Linked DNA regions of Gasterosteus aculeatus: region 2 is linked to region 1. Evidence: chromatin contacts called from public Hi-C data. All regions are on one chromosome and are shown on one strand. Each heading gives the region's core, a stretch centred on a gene start, on an enhancer-like site or on the middle of the called end of the contact. The rest is flanking DNA. Distances are from core to core; before and after follow the strand shown. Region 1 overlaps pvrl2l (PVR cell adhesion molecule related 2 like). Region 2 overlaps pvrl2l (PVR cell adhesion molecule related 2 like).

Region 1 (3,147 bases), core at 473-2,972:
TGTAACAAAGTGCTGGAAATTTACGGTGCATTTCTAACGGTATCTTACAGTATAACAGTCATAATAACTGTAACATGCAGTTAAATTTCCATCACAGTCATGAATAAACAGTTAAAGCTGTCAATTTACAATAATAGCAGACTTCCGTAATTCAACTGCATGTTACATATATTTTATGAAGTGGTTGAAATACACATACAAGTGCAGTGAATCACAATCCATCTACATCTGTTGTAGGTTAATGTATGGAAGCCCATGTCAGCCACTGAAAAAAATATCCTGTAAGTCATCATAATGAGATAGTATCTCATGAGATACGCTGATGACTTTGACTTACAGGACATTACTTTACATGCGGCTGTCAGTTTTATCCAAAACGCCCATGGTTTGACATAATTTTATGAGGAGTAATTGGGGGTTAGGTGTCTTTCTCAGGGACACCTCGACTTGGCAAAGGAAGCAGCCAGGATTCAAACCGCCGACCTTGCGCTGCACAGCACACCCTCCCTATCCCATGCACCGCCTTCGCTTCTAGTTTACTGTAACATACAGTAATCCATTTTACGGTAAGAGTGTAAAAACCATTAACGGTATTATACCGTCAAATAACAGTAAACTCCTGGCGTCCTTGCTGCCAGTAAAATACCGTTAATTTACAGTGAAATCTTTTGGAGTGTTGTTTGATCTTTTGTTGTTCTCACTATTTTTTGGGATATAATACTTCGTGGAGGAAGGTTAGCGTTTCATTGACAGCGACAATGATTGTCGTTTTAATGAATAACTTGATAATATATTAACTATCTGGCTGAGGCGTTTGGCTTTGGAAGTGTTTAATTCTTCATCCTTTAACCCAAACGTTACACAGACTTTGACCCAGAGTCCGTTAGGTGCCTCTAAGCGTGTGTCTTTGCAGTAGCACATGCATGTATGGAACCCTTTGTGTGGACCCTCGCGTGTCCATCATCAACCCACCTGACCCTCTGCCGCCTCGAGCTGGTGCCGGCTCGGGTTCCAGGCCCCCGAGAGGTGTCCCCTCACGGGGACGGACCTGGCCGAGAACGGGCACACCTGCGTGACATCAGCGCCCCCCCTGTGAGGCTGCGCCGCCCGTCCACCATCTACTTCTTAGCTACAGGGAGTTTAGGCCTCTCTGAAGCGAGGAAATGCTGTCACATGAAAAGCTAATCAACTATTCATCATTAATTATTTACCTTTAATTACCACACTAGGGGTTTGCGGTGCGCCTTCTTTCCTACCGCCATCCAACTGGAAGCGGCCCGTCTAACCGCAGCTTTCCTCCCCCCAGCTGCAGAGGGTGGGCAGCTTTTCTCAAAGCTTAATTCGCTGGTAATTGTTGATGTCAAGTTCTCATTGCTGCCCCACGTTGTTGCGACGAGTTCAACCACAGAGTGGCCGCGTGTTTTACCTGAAGAAATAATGAAAAGCCATAAATCACTGGCAGCCCCTCGGAGGAAAGGATGCTGCTTGCAGACTTAAAACAAATGCCGCCGGGAGACGCGGCGACTCAAACCGAGCCACAGCAGAAGAGCTGCGAGTGGGAAAGGCCGAGGAGTAATTTCCTTGCACAGTGCCCGTGTGCCCTTGTATGAACAGACGAGCTTTGGTGTGACATTTCCAAGCGGTCGATTATTAGGTGTGTTGTGATGTTCGGGCTTGTATCGGCACGAGCAACGTCAAACTCCGCTTCACACAACCGTTGGCGCCCCGTCTCGCCTCTGTGGAAATCAATTGGCCGTGGCCCGATGCTATTTAGAGAGGCAGATGGCATGTCGAAATGCTAAGCAGCAACTCATTTGTTCATTTCGTACCAACAAGTTCAACAGCGTATTACAAATTATGTCATTCATAAACGTAGTAGCGCACGAGCCCTTCGGGGAACCTTACGAATCTGCTCATGAGCAATCAGGCCGGTGGGAAGGGTAAAGACTGTGACAGACACAAGCCGGGATAGAGAAATCACTGGAGACAGTGGAGACGCTGGTGGTCAGAGTAGTAGACACGAAGATCCAGGCTAAATGTGGTTTACATCATTTAAAGTACTACAGTCAATTGCTTCATAAAAACAGACACAATTGTATGTATTGTATTCATGACATGGAGGCCTCGTTATAGCAGGAATTCATGAAGTCGGGTACCTTCACGCGACACATTTTCGTGATTAACAGGACAAGAGCGAGGCGAGCAGAGCGTGCGGACGGACAGGTTATTGATCACAGTCAGAGCTGCAGAGAGTTGGGGGTGAGCAGAGGTACATTATCTTGATGTACTCCTCTCCCTTAATGGTGCACATGGTCTCTCTCTCTCTCTCACACACACACACACGGTCACCATGCCATTACTCACAGAGGTCAGGATGTGAGCACATATAGACCTGCTGCTCATTTAGGCTGTGAATAAACGGCGCGTTAATCATTTACAAGACCGGGATGTTCAGACGCCATCACTGCTTCATTACTCGGCTTCTTGGGGTCTAATTCTCGTCGTCTCTGTCTGTCACTGGGAACATGCTGCGAGCAGGTAATGGTGTGATCTTTGTTCAGTATGCAGAGACGTAGCGGAAAATAAGCTTATTTGCTGTCTTGCCAAAATTTGTGCTTTCTTTTCTCCCCGAGATTAATTTCCACATATTGGTATAATTTTTTTCCAGAACGAGGCAGCAATCGATCACTTTATACGGAGCAAATACGTTCAGAGGGTCCTCCACAGAGCACAGCAACCCGGCAGCTCTGTGGTTCCACTCCCTCGCTCTTGCCTTTCACAATAAAGGCCCTAGACAAACATACCCAAGTATTTGGCTCAGAGTAAACTCAATAAAAAAGCTCAGCGGGGTTTAGTAGTTTAGCTCAGACTCCCAGTAGCTGCTCCGGGTCAATAGGATTCTAGTCGTTGGTCCTCTTTCTGCGAAAATCTATTCATACATTTTATTGAAAAAGAGGAGCAACTGTGGCAAATTTATTTTGTCGTCATTGTGAAGGAGCGCCCTGATGATTGAGTACAAAGAACCATCCAAGAGGAATTGGAAACTGCTTGGGCGATATACAGTCACACAAATTAAATCAATCACATGTTGCAAGGCAAGGGATGTACATTGACATTTTTCCTTTTTCTGATGCTTTTATAAAATGC
Region 2 (3,269 bases), core at 394-2,893, 65 kb before region 1:
AAGGATATTACATTGCTGACGTGCCAAAGATCCATAAATGGTTCAGCAGCTTTATCTCTACTTTTAGCCAAGAAATGGAGAAGGGCTGTGGACCCGATACCCTCAGAAGAATCAGCGGCCCTGCTCATCGTGTTATTTCTCCGTGTCCAAACACACTGGGGAGAGCCGGGCTCTCACCAGATCCAACGAGGATTCGACAAATGAAAACATTGTGGCAGAAAGTGCACTTGAGCCTTTTTTATTTTGAGAACAACACAAACCCCTGAACAGGAGATATTCTGCTCACAACATCACGAGTCACGGATAGACATTTAAAAACTGGACACAAGCCTCGTCTAGTGTTCATTAAAAGCACCAGCAGCAGCAGAGCTGAATTGTCCCTGTCTCGCAGCAATGGGTCTTACTTTTATTTATCTGTGTCAGCACAAGGAAACCTCAGCAATTGTGCCTTATATATATATATATATATATATATATATATATAAAAACACATATATGTATATGTATGTGTATATATATACATATAAAAACGCATATGTATATGTATATACAGTATATATTAATATAGCTGTAGTTACAGTTTATATATATGTATTATGGCACGATATGGACACTCACACACACACATTTGCTGCATTAAATTAGTTGAAATGAATGAACTTTAATGACCTTGTAATCTTATCTCATCATTATGAGATGGCGGAGAAAAGAAAAGGAAAAAAAGAAGGAAACAAGGATGGAAGAAAGAAAGAGCGGAGAAGTTGTAATCCTTTGTTCATGCGATGAAGTCCAGCGGCTTGCAAACACTATCAGGGGACATTTCCGAAAGAGGCTTTGATTGTTCCGTCCTTTGAATCCCCTCATTTTGCTACAATGGTCTTCATCATCCAGCCTCTTGCTGCACACTTCATTAACTCCAACACTTTGCTCCTTCTCTTCTCGCTGCTCTCTGCTCGGCACTCGTGCAGTGATCAGGACCCCTGCCATGAACCCCCCGCCGACTCGGGGGTCAAATCCCACCACGGTCTTTTCTCCATCACCTCCCCTCTGCCCTCACAGTCAGCCTCTGCGCCTGTGAAGATAAAATTAATCCGAGAAGTCGGCCTCTCACTCTCCCTGCGAGAGGAGGGCGGGGGGATCATTGGCGAACGTCTGGCTGGTCCCGGGGGGCTCCAGAGAAAAAGCCTCTTAGCGTGTGAGGGATCGATTAGGACAATGCGTTACATGCCAAAGCATGGAGGTGAATGAGAATTAGCTGTGGAAAACCGAGAGGACGCGTGTGTCTGTGCTGCACGTGGGGTCGGGGCGCATGTTGGAAACTTTTGCCGTAGTTTAAAATGCCGTTAGCTGCTGGTCCTCAGCTCAGGCTTTGTCACTATGACAACCGTCAACAGGAAACTCAGACAATCCCAACCCTGTACTGTGCACCTTTTACTGTCCGGGAAATAAATGCAAGCAGATGGAACATCGTCCAGAGTGATGGGAACACACTGGGGTGTGTGTGTGTGTGTGTGTGTATGTGTGTGTGTGTGTGTGCGTGTACGGAGCATCTGCATATTTAGAATCTATGAGTGCATACAAGACTGATTCAGTCATTGAACTAGAGTCTCTCCCCTGAGGGACACAATGGGCTGTGAAACCAGTCAACCAGACATGTGCACACATGCACGGGCCTAAATCAACAAGAGCGGCAATAACCAAACCCGCAACACCCCCCCCCCTCCGTTATTTGGCTCTCCTCATTCCGCTGCATTCTTCTTCTTCTACTTTCTTACTTATTTTCTCTTTCATGCACAAACTCACAAATGAATTCCCCTTCACTTAAATGAGCAACTCCCAATATTCATAAAGGCGCTGAAATGATGCACACACACACACACACACACACTCTGAGGGCATCACATCAAAGCCACAAAACACAGTGGTCCCACTGTGACACAGAGGGGGGGGGGTGACAGAGAAGGTAAAGGAGGCGGCTAAAAAGGCTAAAAGCAAAATGCGCAAAAATAGTTTGACGGAGCCCCAAGAAAGGACAGGAACATGAAGAAGAAGAATTCATGTGGAAGGATAAATGCAACAGAATGAGAGAAAGTCAGCAGTCAAAGGGACTAAATGAATGACTAAAGCGGAGAGACTGAGGGGCAGAAACGATGAGGGACGAGCAGAGTAAAGAGATGTGAGGAGGGAAAACGTGCAGCTCTGAGAGGGAGAACAGGGAGGGAGCCGAGGGCAGGCGACCGCCTCCAGAAGGATCAACCAGACCGCGCCGCAATTTACCCCAAACCTCCGTTCCATACCTGCTCTACACTCACTACATGTGCACACTTTTACGCTATAAATCATTTTGAAATCCATGTCAACTTTCCCAGATGACGGACTATTTTGTGTCGGCCCATTAAATAATATCTCAATAAAGTAAATCTGTGGTTGTGAGAAATGCGTGGATGCTTAAGCAAGGCACCGCAGTAGACATGACAAGTTAAAATCCCCACTCCGTCTTTGAATGTTGCGGCAGGCTGGTTGTTTTTGAACATGTTTGACAGGATTCTTTAAAGCAAATCAGTTGAACAAGATGTTCGCTCTGATCGTTTGTTCCCACACACCAAAAAAAAGGTTTCTGTGATCAAATAAACTCATGCATAACAGGGCTGACTTTAAGAAGTGGGAGCAAGGCTGGCAAAGGGGCACCAGTCTTTGGTTGCCAATAGCGACCGGTCAACCCTCGCTGCTTTAGAAAGCCTTCAGAAGAGACAAATGGCACACGGCACCAAAGAGCTGCCGAGCACGCTTCAGATCCGGAGGACGCCCTTGAAGTGACGACAAGGAAACTGGCAGAGGAACCACAGTTCAACGACGAGACAATATTAATACCTATGATTTGTTTCTGCCTCTTGATCCACAAACACTTCCAGTTATGCACCCGCCGACCCACTGAAGCACACCCTTTAGCGCACACTCCATTAATACAGACTGTAATTTCAGCTAAACACTCGGCCCTGGGAAATCACATGGAACTGTTGACTGTGGTTATTTTTCCCTTGAAGCGACACACACACACACACACACTTGTCCACGTGCTATTAGGGAGATTGGTATCAATGCACCGTGATCCACGTCTTTTCAGCCCTTTGCCATTATTCGCTCACAACCCCAATTGCCCCCACAATTTGCGGCCTATTCTGCAGCAGAAGTCGCTGCGGAACCGGAGCGTCGGCCCGGCGGGGAGACGAGAGGCGGATAAACGAGTGGCAACACTCTGCCGACCCCCC

Evidence for each region. A called contact is a pair of places that touch in the nucleus more often than the background predicts.
Region 2: a Hi-C map of whole body shows a contact between it and region 1, with 2.0 times the contacts expected there. The contact joins two enhancer-like sites. A contact is called at or near these places in 2 of 6 Hi-C or Micro-C datasets (skeletal muscle and whole body).

The regions. Positions count from the first base shown.
Region 1 is chr10:2,601,381-2,604,527 of fGasAcu3.hap1.1, reverse strand. The region is part of intron 1 of pvrl2l (PVR cell adhesion molecule related 2 like); the gene reads right to left. Among protein-coding and RNA genes, the nearest start is that of pvrl2l, 21 kb to the right of the region's middle. Within about 2 kb of position 1,722, at least 3 of the 9 cell types and tissues checked have open chromatin away from gene starts, as enhancers often do.
Region 2 is chr10:2,666,230-2,669,498 of fGasAcu3.hap1.1, reverse strand. All of the region lies in intron 1 of pvrl2l (PVR cell adhesion molecule related 2 like), which reads right to left. Among protein-coding and RNA genes, the nearest start is that of pvrl2l, 86 kb to the right of the region's middle. Within about 2 kb of position 1,643, at least 3 of the 9 cell types and tissues checked have open chromatin away from gene starts, as enhancers often do.